Linked DNA regions of Arachis hypogaea: region 2 is linked to region 1. A link is a contact called in public Hi-C data. All regions are on one chromosome and are shown on one strand. The core of a region is the stretch at or near the end of the contact, and the rest is flanking DNA. Distances in the headings are between cores, read along the strand shown.

Region 1 (7,506 bases), core at 1,474-3,973:
ATTTTTTTTTCTGTGAACAAGTTCACTTATTTATATCCTAAGTTCTATCTAGAATTTAAATTCCAAACTAACTCTAATCTTTATCTTTTGTAAAGATAAGATAGCTAACTTCCTACTTCAAATTTAAATAATCAAAACAATAATTTAAATCTAATCTAGAAATAAATCCTAACAACTAAATCTTTATATTTCTAGATGAAATTAAGGATAATTAATTTTCTTAAATCTTCAATTAAGCAGATGTGATTCTGGCTTATAATGATTTGATAACTGAATTTGAGTCTTGTCAAGTGTTAAAGCATTGAATCCTGGGAGTTGAGACTTGAGGCACGCCAAGCTTGCATCTTTAAATGTGGGCGTAGGCCCAATTTGGCCTTGCAGGGAAGCTAGTCTATCGGGCTTATGGCTGGCCTGCCGGGCTTGTGATTAGAGAGGACAAGCTTGTGGAATGGGCCACTGGACCTGTGTGTGTGGGCTGCGAGGTGTCCATGCTGAAGGCTGGGTGTCTGGTTCACATGTTCCTTTGATCCAGTTGAACTGCCCTTGAACCAGTTTTGTATTTTCTTGCTAAAAAAGTTTTAATTCTTACTCCCTTTGAGTAAAAAAAAAAAAACTTGAAAATATAATAGTACTAACAAAACTCCAAATATTTTATTAGTTATAAAATTTCACTAGAAAACATAAGAAATTTGATTAAAAATCTAAGAAAATCTAAGAAAACAAACAAAAAAGAACCCTAAAAACTACTTAAGATTGTGTGTCATCATATGAGTACCCAAATTATCATCAGTATTTTGATGTTGATTTTCTGCAACATGTGCTTGATTGTAATTCATCATTTTAAATCTACAATATGCTACTTTGTATCCATATTTTTCACAACAAAAGCAGTTGAAATCAGTTTTTTTTTCTTGAAAGAAATTGCCTCGGCCTCTTCCTCGGTTCTCAGGTCTGAAATTCGTTCCACCTCTTCCTTGATTAGGCGGTGTAAAACTTCCTTGGTTGTAATTTCCATGACCTCTTCCTCTAAAACTTTCTCTACCTCTACTTTGAAAATTAAAACCACGATTTTTGTCCTTATTATGTACGGCTTAATTCTGCAACATTGTTTAAATTCATCTGACTTTTCAAGGCTTTTCGATTGATTTTTCTGACTTTTCTAATATTCTGCTAATGTGGTTTTCCATGATTTCCTTGCAACTCTGCAATTTTCATGGTATCCATATCATGAGACTCTTGTACTATAGTTACCATATGATCATACTTTATCGGCATGATGCGAAGAATTTTTTCACCATGTACTATCGGGCATATCTTCTCCAAAAACTCTCATCATATTGACAAGATCTGTAACATGAGTAAAATATTGCTTACAATTTTTGAACTAGACAGCTCATACCTTTCATATTCTTTTCGCAAAGACTATAGCTTTGCTTTCTGGATTTTATTTATGCCTTTGTATGACAGCTTCAATGTGTTCCATACTTCTTTTGTACTTTTGACATTTGCTATTTTGCGAAATACTGTAAATCTACAGCTTGATGAATTTGAGATAGCGCCAATTAATCTCTTTTCTGTTGGGCAGCATCTACTCCTTCTTATGAACCCGATTCAATAAAATTCTACAGATTTTGAGCCTTCAAATGGGTAGACATTAAAGTCTCCCAATAACTGTAATTAAGTTTTCCCTCTAATTTGAGATTAGACCACACAACATTGAAAGTGTTTGCCATTCTGATTTTATAAACAATTAATTATGTGAGAATTCTTCCACATCTCACAAACTTTCAAACACTTGATGTTGGATTAATCAGTTTTGATATCAAATATAAATATAATACCCATAATTAATTGGCCTCAGAATCACTTTTTCAATAAAATAATTTTTTAACAAATAATACTTAATTGTATACATTGGTGATATGATAAAAACTTGTAAAATTTGCTTCAAATTGCATGTGCCAGATTGCTCACTAATAACTAAGGCAATATCACAATATCAAGTGGCGGTACAACATGCAGCAGCACCAGCTTTCAATTTTGTTTTGATGTTTTCTAGAGTTCTAGCATTTTATTGGTAGTCAAACTTTCAAACTCATGTTTGAGTATAACTTCAAGACACTTCTAAATTGTTGTGATTGATTTATATTTGATTAATATTATCCAACAGAAATGCATGCAACGCACCTGATTAATCTTGAAACAGTAGTCTCAACACTGTGTGTATAGTATTAGAAGATCGAACATGTTGGGTTGGCTCTGATCTCTTGGTTCATTCCTATTGCGTATATAGAATAACAGTGTATGTATAATAATGATAATTATACGTACCTGGCTTAATGGAACAAACGTGCTTCCACTGCAACTGCGATATGTTTCACCATGATTAATTGTGGAACTCGTTGTCAAAGGTTTTTTATGGCAAGTCATGCAGATTGATATAGTTCGTTGCAAATTCAACTCACTAATAATCAGCCAACAATTTTCTAATTGCATTTTTTTCCTCATTAGTGATAAATTAAAGGCTTAGACTTTGAAAGACGCACGTTCAACCACTTGTTTACTTTTTTTCTTAGGGTTTTCTTCCTTTCTTTTCTTGTTAGTAAGACCTTAAAACAAATATTCAATGTAGATCATAATTTTATGATTTATCGAAGCCCATAAGCCTCAAACTTCTAGGCTTCTAGCTATCCTAGCTTTTGTTCTTTTTTTTTTTATGACTCTTTTCAACTAGTTACCGGATATCCAATTAGGATCGACCATTTAAGAGACAGATATATTTGCCACGTTAGACATTGTGGGTTTTTTTTTTTTTTTTGGAAAAGAACAACAACTTTCATTCATAGAACGTCACACGGCACTTACAAGCAAATTCATTAGAATCGAACCGGACCGCTCCATTGCTACTCTACTATCATACTATCATACTTCTTAGTTCTTAATACTATATATGATAAAAAATAATTATATAATAAATTATGAACAAATTTTTATTTTAATTTTTTTTTTAAGTATAAATTCACTTGGATATCAAATTTGATATATAAACGTATATATTGATATACTAATTGCGTTATTTTTTATTCTTTCTTTTGTTCATTTAAATTGAAAAAATATTTTATATTAATGATTGATTTATTATTTCTTTTTGCATCATAAATTATATCTAAAAATTGATACTTGATTGTTATTAATATATTTGTCAAAAATATGTATTTTAAATTTTAAGTTTTAATTTTTAATTTTATAATTTTATTTAATTATAACCGGATCAATCAGATAAATCAATAACTCATCGATTAAATCAATGTCCTAATAACCTAATCGTATGACCGGCTCAATTCTAATAACTTGTAAGTCGCAGCAAGAGCATGAGGAAATCGTTTTCTGTTTTGAAATTATATATGTGGTCTTGTCTAGACTAATCTTTCTTTCTTTTGGTCAAATGAATTAGAAAGCCCCTAATTTTAGGTATTATTATACATCCATACAATACACTCACATATATTACGAATTTTTTAATTTTGATATGAACCTTTGATGGAGTATAGCAGCGATATGGGGATTATTGGTGTTTTACGGATTTGTGACGGCTGGATAGAAGAAATCGGTGGCACCGAGTAGTAGGAAGCAAATCAAAGGCACCGATTTCGGGACGCAGATAGTGCACAAATCGGTGGGACCGATTTGTGTTCCTTATCCACCGATTACTGCACTCTTCGAGTAAAATATTTCACCTCACACAAATCGGTGCTACCGATTTCATGCTGCTCAACATCTCCGTCACACAAATCGGTGCCACCAATTTTATGCTCACACAAATCGGTGTCACCGATTTGTGTTACTTCCTCTCTGTTTAAAATCGGTGGGTCCGATTTCTTCTCCCTAAAATTTCAAAAAGCAACACTGTCATAATAGTGTAAATTACCCGTAATAATCATATCCCAGCATATCTCATACCCCAAATCATATCCAAAAAAATCAGCCATATTACATGGGTTTATTTTTTCTCTAGTAAAATTTGAAGTCGGGTGTGATTGTTAAAGAGGCATATATGATATGCCACTCAAATCTTTTCAATTGCCACATCCTTGTAGAGTTTTTTATTTCTCGGGTCTGGCCTATTTTGTTACCCCTCCTCTATCAACCTTTCAGTTAAACTTTTTATAAAAGGCTTTCAACGTTTGCCTCCAATAAGTCCAGGTTTAGCCCAATACACCTCGAAGACCATATTTAAATTAATGGTTGTTTGAAGGCCCAATTTGATTTCTTGAAAACACAACCTAAAATTCTTTTTTTTTCCCTTGAAAAACAAAAGGACATAACAACTTTAAATTAAATATCCCAAATTAGGCTCTAATATATTTTTAGTTTGACAATTTAGTCACAATAAGTTTAATCACCAAATTAATTTTTAAATAATTCAAAACAAAAGAATAATTTTCAACTTTTTATTTCATCAAACAAATTAATTCATACACAGATTGTTCGACTGTATAAAAAAATTGATCTAAAATGTTAAAATTTTTTAAAGATTATTATATCTTTATAAAAATAAAGATAATGATTAATTCGTGTAATATTTTATCAAAATTTAACATAGAGACTGATTATATTTATCTAAAAAAACAAAAAAAGATTGATTTATTGATTAATATTTATTGAAAATTAAAGTGTTTATCTAAAAATTTATTGTGATTTATTTGCGTATTATTCTTAAAGTATTTTGGTATATGTTCATACCCTGTCCCAACAATAAAGGCCCAGGTCCAAATAAAAGGCCTAATCCCACGGATTGGGTCTCATCCAATACCAACCTTTGTCCTATGAAGTCGGTTCTCACCACGACTTGCTCTAAAGAAGTCGGGTACGAGGGTTAGCTGGCAAACAAGCACTCATTCAAATGAGTAACTGCCCCTAGAATCTCTCTAACCACTTCCAAGAGTCATATCTTAACCTCCCTAAGATAATGGGACGGTTAACACCCTAAAAATATGGCACTACTCTAACGGTGGTTATTGGCTCACCACTATAAATACACTGACACTCTTCAGGTATCTCTAAGCCCAATACATTCTAAACCTGCTCACACCCTTGCTAACTTAGGCATCGGAGTGTCTTTGCAGGTACCACCCCCCATTCACTCACGTACACAAGTCGGAAGGAGGCTCCAGCGCACAAACCTGCTCGGAGGCTACCATCCGCAGACGATTGGGCCGGCCAATACAGTCCAGTCCATTAATCTCCGGTTATCCACCGTAACATTGGCGCCGTTGCCGGGGACCCGAGAGATCAACCAGTAATGGCGGACAGATCCCCTGAAGAGGGTCGTGTGGAGTCAGATTCTAAACAAGAGAATCTAGACACAGGCAATAATGATGCAGACTTGACCCTCCACCAGGGAATTAATGATCAACACAGGGAAGGTACCTCCGGAGTAAAAAACCCGAAGGTAAACTCTTCAGAGGGGCGCGAATCAGAGAAAGAGGGACCATCCCATGTAACTGAACTCATGGGATTAGTCCACAGTCGCCTGGAACAATTAGAACAAGAACAGGAGCGACAAAAGGAAACCGAAAAGAACCTAAAAGAGGAGATGGAACGACGAAAAGAGTTAGAGAGAAAACTCTTAAAGTTATAATCCTCCCTCAAAGGTCACAACTCCCGCGACGAACGAGAAGAGCCGCCCTTAGGAGGGGAGGATCCTTTCAGCGAAGATATAATGAGAGCGAAAGTTCCGAGGAACTTCAAAAGCCCCGATATGGACCTCTATGACGGAACCACGGATCCAAAGCATCACTTGAGCAATTTTAAAAGTCGGATGTACCTAGCTGATGCTTCCGAAGCTACGCGATGCAAAGCTTTCCCGACCACCCTATCGAAAGCAGCGATGAAGTGGTTCGACAGCCTCCCCCCGAGGTCGGTTACTAGTTTTGAAGACCTCTCAAGGAAGTTTTTGATGAGGTTTTCAATCCAGAAGGACAAAGTGAAACATGCACCGAGCCTCCTGGGAATAAAGCAGGAGGTCGGAGAATCCTTACGAGCCTATATGGAAAGGTTCAACAAAGCATGTTTAGAGATTCAAGACCTGCCCACAGAGGCAGTCATAATGGGGTTAGTCAATGGACTCAGAGAAGGCCCCTTCTCGCAATCCATATCTAAAAGACACCCCGTTTCTCTAAGTGATGTACAGGAAAGAGCTAAAAAGTACATCAATATGGAGGAAAACGCTAAGTTGAGAGATCTGAGTTGGCGCCCTGGGCTCCCTCCCTCAACAAAAGAGAGGGAAAGGGAAACCAAGAAAAAGGAAGAACTCGGTCTCGAGAGACCAAGAAAATACCACTCTTATACTCCTCTGAAAGTTTCTATAGTGGACGTATACAGAGAGATTTGTAACACTGAAAGACTGCCACCCCCTAGACCCATTAAAAATAAAAAAGGGGGGAGCCGCAGCGACTACTGCGAGTACCATAAAATATATGGTCACTCCACAAACGACTGTTACGACCTTAAAAATGTGATAGAAAAGCTGGCTAGAGAAGGTCGGCTCGATAGATATCTCATAGAAAGGTCGGACGGCCACGGGAAGAGAAAGCGAGATGATATGGATAGAAGAGACCCACCGCAACATTCTCCGGAGAGACATATCCATATGATCTCAGGAGGGTTTGCAGGAGGAGGACTCGCCAAATCCTCTCGCAAAAGACATCTCAAAAGAGTCTACCAGGTCGGAGAAGAGTCATCCGACCTCCCTACCATTTCATTCACAAAAGAAGATGGGCAAGGAATAATCCTTGGACACGATGATCCAGTAGTAATAACCATGATCCTGGCGAATGCCCATCTCCACAGAACCCTAGTGGATCAAGGAAGCTCGGCGGACATCCTTTTTAAGCCCGCTTTTGACAAACTAGGGTTGGATGAGAAAGAATTAAGAGCCTACCCCGACACCCAATACGGGTTAGGGGACACGCCAATAAAACCACTGGGATTTTTGCCCCTCCACACCACTTTTGGAAGTGGGAAAAAATCAAAGACTCTGAGTATAAACTTCATAGTCATCGATGTAGGGTCAGCATATAACGCTTTAATCGGCAGAGCTACTCTAAACCGACTTGGAGCAGTGGTATCTACACCCCACCTTTGCATGAAATTCCCGACTTCAGCGGGGATAGCAACGGTAAGGGGAGATCAAAAGTTGGCAAGGAAATGCTACAATGAAAGCCTAAATCTGATAGGAAAGGGCAGAGAAGTTCACACAATAGAACTCGAAGGTGCAAGGGCCAGAGAAGAGCTGCGACCACAACCGGGAGGAAAAACGGAGGAAATACAGATCGGTAAAGAGGAAGGAAGAAATACTCACATAGGAGCCAACCTAGGGGGAACCCTAAAACAAGGGTTGACTAAACTCCTAAGAGATAACTCCGATCTCTTTGCCTGGAAGGCCTCCGACATGCCTGGGATAGACCCCGAGCTCATGTCCCATAAGCTCGGGGTTTACCCGGG
Region 2 (7,506 bases), core at 1,316-3,815, 77 kb after region 1:
AATATAAACAGTCTTTTTGTAGACATAATATATGATAAAGCTTAATGATGTTGTTACTTCATCTAGTGAGACAAGATTTTGTTGTTGTTGTTAATATTATTATATTACTTTTTAATTATAATAAGGATTTAACTAATATATATCTTTAGAACACACGATAAAATTATTATTAGTGAAATATTTAAATGTTTTCTTTTAATTAATATAAAATAAATATATTAAAAATTTAATTTTTTTTATATTTTTAATAAAAAATTTAATTTATAATGTTAACATGTATCTGAATCTAAGATAGCTAAAGCCTTATACTAATAAAAAACTAGTGATTTCTTAGTAGTCTTGAAGTTTCTACTGCCATTATCCCCAGCATTGTGTGGAGGAGAGTGGGAACATTTGTTTTAGAAATGACGACAAATTATTAATCTTTCAGATCCTGTTTCGGACACAAACATCGGAATCACTATTATTAATGCTGCACCTAGCTATCATCCAGGGACCAAGCTAAAGTCCATTTTATTTTTTTAAATTTCTTATCGGGAAAGAAAACAACGCAACAAATAATTGCTGATAACATATATATCAACACCATGCATGCAACATTATTATTCTCTGTCTACATAAGACTCATATATATTATTAACATGAAATCAATTTCATAATTTGGACAATGCAACCTCCACATGTATTAACAACATGGACAGCTAGCTACCATGCTCTTCCAATTAATTCGTGGGGCTCAGTTCATCTTCATAATATATAAACCAAAATTTAAAAAAAAAAATAGAGATTATGTCCACCAAATTACAAGCATATGGCCAACTAATTAATAACTATAATTAAGATGCTGATGAATTTTAATTTATTGTACATACAATATTTCAAATCATGATGATCAGAATGTGAAGATGTTTTAAATAATAAAAAATTAGTTGAAAATTGATTTAAAAATTAAACTAAAAATTAAATTTTAAAATACTATTAGTATAACCTAATTTTATATATGTATTAAATTATATAATATCACAACAATAAAAATATCTGTTTTTTCTATTAATTATATAAATAATTATTTAAAAAAAATAAATGTCATCAGACAACAACTATATAAAACTTTTTATACTATCATATATATATATATATATATATATATATATATATATATATTTATTAAAATTAAACCCTTAATGATAACAAAACAATACGAAATTAAATCCTAACAAATTAATTCGTATTCTAATATATATCATCATTGCTTTACTAGAATTTCCTCTTTAGTTAACAAAATTTCTTTAATCATGATTAGTGTTGATTATAGATCTATAAATCTATAATGATGAATATCCTTCTTTTTCCTGGAAGCTTCTTGTTCACATAAAAATATAACCCTAACTATTATTTGTCAAACAACTCAATGGTTCCAACTTAGTGGCAATTAATATAATGCAAGAAGGAAAATATAAAAATTGACCAGACATTTGAAAACAACATGACAATAATTATCGTATATATTTTGGATGCATGCTTTTGAAAAGAGCAATCAATCAACGATGTTGGTCCTTATTAACGCGTATATGAATAATTGGATGCATTAATGTGAATGAATATGAATTACGAGTCACACATAAGGTTGAAATTGAAGAGACAAAATGATAGCCCCCATTGACAAATAAAGCAAGTTTCTAGTGAAACCACAATTTGCAAAAGCCAACAATTAAATGAGAACCAAACGGATAGAGATTTTTCCTGCGTCACTTTCCGATGCCACCCCGCTAAGCACCATTCTTGATACGATTTTTTTTTTTAAAAAAAAAAAACAAAACTATGTATATCGTTTCAAAGTATCATTCGATTTAAAAGTTTGTTTTATTAAGAAAATTAATATATTTGGATATAATATGTTGAATCTTTAATATATCTAAATTTCAAAGTAATAAATGTAATAAAACACCAGTCTAAACTAGGAACGTACATGATTGAGATTAGACTTGAATTCAATTCTAATATTTTATCTTATTTATTTTAAAAACCTAAATCTAATTTTAAATTTATCCAAAATAAATCAAGTTAAATTTGATCAATCTAATAAATAATTAGTATATAATTTTATAAATTTCATTTTTAAAAATTAAATTTTAAAAAACTATATCATATAATATGACAATATTAATTAAAATATAAATATATAATATTTTAATTATAAAATACAATTTCAGATGAAATCAAGTCTATTTAAAGTATAACTCGAATTTTAGCTCGAAAATCACAAAGGATAAAATTATAAATTTAAACATGACCAAATATATTTTAAATTTGGACCAAATTTTGGTTTGGACGGATCTTTAACAACCCTAGTCTAAACGAACTTTTTTGTTGAAGATTTAAAATTTGTGACTTTAGTTTTTAAAAAAAATGTATGACTTATCCAATCCATTGATGATAACGACAAACCTGTGTGAATTACGAATAATTAATTTCTTTTTAAAAAAACTAATTTAGAGTGTTTTGAAGGGTCACGTAGATAAGTGAAAGTAGTATTAGAAGGGAGCCCACAAGAGGAAAGAGGGGTGTGTGGACCAATATGAATATGAACATCTATATCTGGGAGTGATGTAAAAGGATGATTGTTTTCTTTGTCTCCTTTCCGAGTTTGAAATCAATTTTATATGGTGGAGTACTCGTTTGGCTTTAGTGACGAAGTTGATATGATTAAATATACGTTTTTGTTTGTTTCTTTGTTTTAAAAACAAGTGGAAAACCCACAAAATTTGCACCACCCTCTCTCATCATTTTTCTAATTACACGACTTGCATTGGTTCCATCTCAAACTATCTATCACACATGTCTCTTTCTTTCATCACATGGAGCTATGTTAAATAAACAAACCCAATCAAATAAAAGGTCAAAAAAACTATTATTATTATTTTTTTAAATAGTTATTCGTTAGTGGGTGGAAAGCAACCACATGGCATATATATTAGCATATCCACGCGTTAGAAGTTTCAATAATAATAATTAAATAGGAGGTGTAGTACTTGGCTTAATCTAGTTTAATTTAATCTTATATCACTTATCAGAAATGAAAATTTCATCATCATGTGAGGGGAATAATTTCTATATATTATAGGAATTTTTAGTTGTCGTAGGTTATATCATATACTATTTTCCTATATTATTTTATGGAGTGTGCATAATAATGCAACTATTATTGTGCACTGAACATTCAAGTTCGTTATTGCTATTTTGAGGTTGTAATTGAAAGTAATAATCCAGCCAAATATATGAAGATATATATTATTGAACGGACGAAATTTCAAAGTACAGCACAAACTTCATCATTTTGCTAACTTTTTATTTATATCACCAAAATGATATTTATGGTCACTTAATTATTAAGGAAAAAATTAGTAAGTACAAACTGTGAGTATTTTTAATATAAAATAATAAATTTGTCAAATGATATAAGCTCCTAGGAGTATGAGCTAATAGTTGAATAAATAAATAAATAACTCACCCATGATATTAGCACTGTACAATAGTTGTGTTAGAATATATATCTAAGATATTAGTAGAGTATCCAAATCTATCTCATATTATTTTTTGTTGATTTAATTTGATATTAGATTAATCTCATTATACTTGGATTATATCTTTAACTTACAAATACCAAATTCAGTTTATAATTCATCATAAATTCTAAACAGGTTGTATATAAATTAAATGTGGAAAAATACATGATAATCCTTTCCTGATAGTGGTTAGTGTTTGAACAAATAAATTGTTAATAAACATGATAACAGATCAGATATAAATCAAATCGAAGAAGATATAACGTTAACTTTGCTCCTAGAAACACTTTATTAATTATTGTTTGATGAATGATATTTTTCATCCCAAAATAAATTAAAGATATATACAATAAAATCAATACCTTGAAAGTGGATTGAACATGTCATTATTTCAAGAAAACAATGATACGATAAAAATATTGCGTCTTGATAATAAGTGTTCCAAAGACATACTCGAACAGTAGCTGTGTAACATAATTTTTTTTATTAAAAACAAATTAAATTTTATTATTTGACAATGCATTTTATATGCAATTGTCCCTTTTTCAGTAACTAATTAAAGCCTATGAATATATATTATTATTGTGGTTCCGATCCATAACATGCATGTTGAGTATAGCTTTAGAAGCAAGGAATCCAAAATTAATAAATAGCATTATTGGCATCAAATAAAAGCTTCGTTAGGTGAAACATCGATGCTCTAGACAATGACAATGCAAATAATGAAGAAGTATATCAATCTCACACATTGCCGCCTTAATATATAATAAACATTAAATTATAAATTATATTTGCTATTAACACCTGTCTTGTGTCAACCGTTTTCAGTTTTCCTATGGCCTGTTGACCAATGTAAACAAAACATGTTGATTCATCATAAATCGTTTTTAAGTTTGAATAACAGGATGTCAAAAACAGAAAGATGATAATATACGTTAAGATATATATAGATGATAGATGTGTTGGTATTTTCTTTGCATCAATGTTTTTGTTGGACCTATGCAAATGCTATTTTCTGGAATTTCAATTCCCTGGCCATGATTGAAGGGGACAAAATGCTTATTGAAGATTGACCTTAATTTGATGGGAGATTATGTGTTCATCCATGCGTATATTATTATAATTCTAAGATGGGTTGAAATTAGATAACAAAATATGTCAGTGTCATTAATTAGTTTAATAAATAATAATGATCGACAATGAGAAATTAAGGAATACTATATTTTTACGGTCCGGTTAGATGAGTAGATGACCAACAACTTTTTGGCCAATATATAATTAACACTAATAAAAAAGTTAATATCATGATTCACATGTACATATTTATGTGCATAAATTAATAAAATGTCAAAAATTTAGTGTATTAGGTAACTTTAATAAACCAAAAGTTATTACTCCCCTAATATTTTAGTATCTTTTATTGATAAGCAATAACAACGCGTCCTAAAACAAATTGATGAATTAAATTTGGGCCTACTCAGTTAATTTTTTTTCAATGATTCTACGTTATATTTGGAAAACAAATAAAAAACAAGCTCATTTAGGTATTTAGAAAATTGAATGGCAAATTCATGTCTACTCGATTCTACCAAATGAAAAAGGATAAAAATTCATTACGTTATATTTTTGTTAATAGTTTTTTTATGGACTAGATTAAGAGGACACGTAGTTTTTGTCACAAAAAGAGTGAGTTTAGAAAATTTAATGGGCTTAGTTATAAAAGATTCCAACCTGAGTTTTAATATTTAATGGGTAAAGGCCCACAGGGACAAGAAAGCCCATCAGAAGAGTCTGCTTTGAGGCCTTAAAAAGAGCCATTTACCCACTGATCTAAACTCTGAAGTAAAGCAAATATTTTTCGAAGTAGTGGACTCTTGTTTTATTAGGAGTTGGATCCACATGAAATAATTTCATCATCACCAGAAAAAAGAGGATGAAGCCGACATAAATCAAAAGATTAGATGTGTCCTTGAAACTTGAAAGGATTGTTTGTTCCATCTAAATCTGTGAGGTCCAAATGTACAATCTGTTGTTGCTATCTTAATCTTTTGTTCCATCCATTTCATATATTCTACCACCACTCCACCACAAGTTGCTGTCTACTATCTTAATCTTCATCATAAAAGGCACATAACTATGTATCTTTTCATCAAGAAGGGGAAAAAACAAAGAGAAGAAAAGATGTACCTGATGATGATTAATCGTTTTCGATGTTTCTATTGATGACAATAGTGATCCATAAAAAATAGGTTTGTGGTGTCTAGATTCAAATTCATATTTTTGGATTTTTCTGATATGATTATTGCTAATGGGCCTAATCGTCAAACATAAAAATAGATGGTTACAATATGTATAGCAAAAACTATATTGAACCAGTGGATTAATAAAAAATGGGGTCTATCATTGGTCAAGATGATAAGTGTTTTGAGGGTTACCTGAAACTGGGTTGTTTTTGGTTTGAATCTGAGGTTCAAACGTTTTTTGGGATAGCGTCCGAGGTTTACTATGTTGAGGAGCTGCCATCCGAGTTCCTTGTGAGGAGGTGGGAGTAGTATCTACAAGGAACTCCAATACTTAAGTTAGTAAGGATTTAAGCAGGTTTTTAGTAGATTGAGTTTAAAGTGTACCTAAAGGTGTCAGAGTATTTATAATTGTGGATGTAGAGTCCATAGCCACCTTTTTGAATAACTCTACCTTTAATGGTGGATAATCGTCCACTTTTGTTAGGAAGGTGGTTGAGATCTCCCTTCTAGATGAATGGAAGAGATTATAGTAGTTATTGATTCGGGTATGTAGGACTTAAGTTGGTGTTGTCGAGCCCGACCTTCACAAGGTCGGGTAAGTGCCAGTGAAGCCTTTATATGTTGTTTGGGCTTTACTTACTTTGGGCCTGGTTGTACTTTGAGCCAAGATATGAAGAGTGCCCTTATTTGAGACCGAACTTCATTAGATCGGACTCAAACATTTACAAGTCGGACTTGTCTTATTATGGTGTTGGTTTATCACGTCAGGTAAACCGCCTTTTGAGAAGTTAGGTCGGGTATTCGACGTGTTCGCGAATCTAAAACGTTTCATCTTTTTATAATCCTTTGCACGTTTCTTATGGTTACTTGAGTAACCATGCGCGTCATAAATGAGGGAGGGTGAATTTACTGTTTGGCCTCTAGAGTCTTACATATACTCAACTTCTTTTCTCTTTCTTCTTTTTGCTTCTTCTTTTGGGATCTTTACTTCATTCTCTCTCAAAGCTTTCATTCCACCGTAACTTCATTTTTTATTTCAAGATTTCTCTATCTTGAATTTCTACTTTGAATTGTTGTTCATGTTTGCTTGAAGATTTCTGGAAGATTCGTGTTTTGCTATTATGTGCATTCCTTCAATTGATCCTCCATCAAGGTTGGTCTTGTCTTTCTTGTTTTTCTTTTTGCATCCATGTTTCTTGCTGGATAATGCATTTGTGCTTTTGATGCAGTTTATGTTTGTGTAAAAAACTGATTTCTTAGTGGTATTTTGTTGATATTCCTTAAAAATATATCTGTTTGTTGTAACCTTTCTGGTTGTGGTTGACGAGAGGATTGTCCTTCTTGCAGATGATGACCTTCCTTCTAGAGATCCAAAGATAATAAGTCCCCGAGCTAAGGAGACCTCTCAGAGCTTCCCGACCCGAATGGATGAAGAACTTCCCTCTTCTTCAAACCCCTTTGCCAAGACCATCCCTGCAACTTAAGATGAAGGTGTTGCTGACTTGACCACTGGTGAACAAGGCATTTCTTAGTTTATTTTCATAAACTCTTGGTATTCTATGGCCCTTTAAAAACTTTTTTTACAATTTATTTTGTGGTAGTTTTTATGTGAATTAACAAATATCTTCTGAATATCTTTGCTTAAATTGTAGTTGTTGTAGCTACTTTCGGATTTCTGTAGCATTGTATCTTAGTAA

What was found. Hi-C and Micro-C count contacts between places; a contact is called where the count stands out from the background.
Region 2: a Hi-C map of an unstated tissue shows a contact between it and region 1, with 5 times the contacts expected there. The contact joins two enhancer-like sites. A contact is called at or near these places in 3 of 8 Hi-C or Micro-C datasets (leaf and an unstated tissue).

What each region holds. Positions count from the first base shown.
Region 1 is chr4:36,433,093-36,440,598 of arahy.Tifrunner.gnm2.J5K5, forward strand. No RefSeq gene overlaps it. Among protein-coding and RNA genes, the nearest start is that of LOC112796664, 29 kb to the right of the region's middle. Within about 2 kb of position 2,724, at least 2 of the 3 cell types and tissues checked have open chromatin away from gene starts, as enhancers often do.
Region 2 is chr4:36,509,861-36,517,366 of arahy.Tifrunner.gnm2.J5K5, forward strand. No RefSeq gene overlaps it. Among protein-coding and RNA genes, the nearest start is that of LOC112796666, 37 kb to the right of the region's middle. Within about 2 kb of position 2,566, at least 3 of the 3 cell types and tissues checked have open chromatin away from gene starts, as enhancers often do.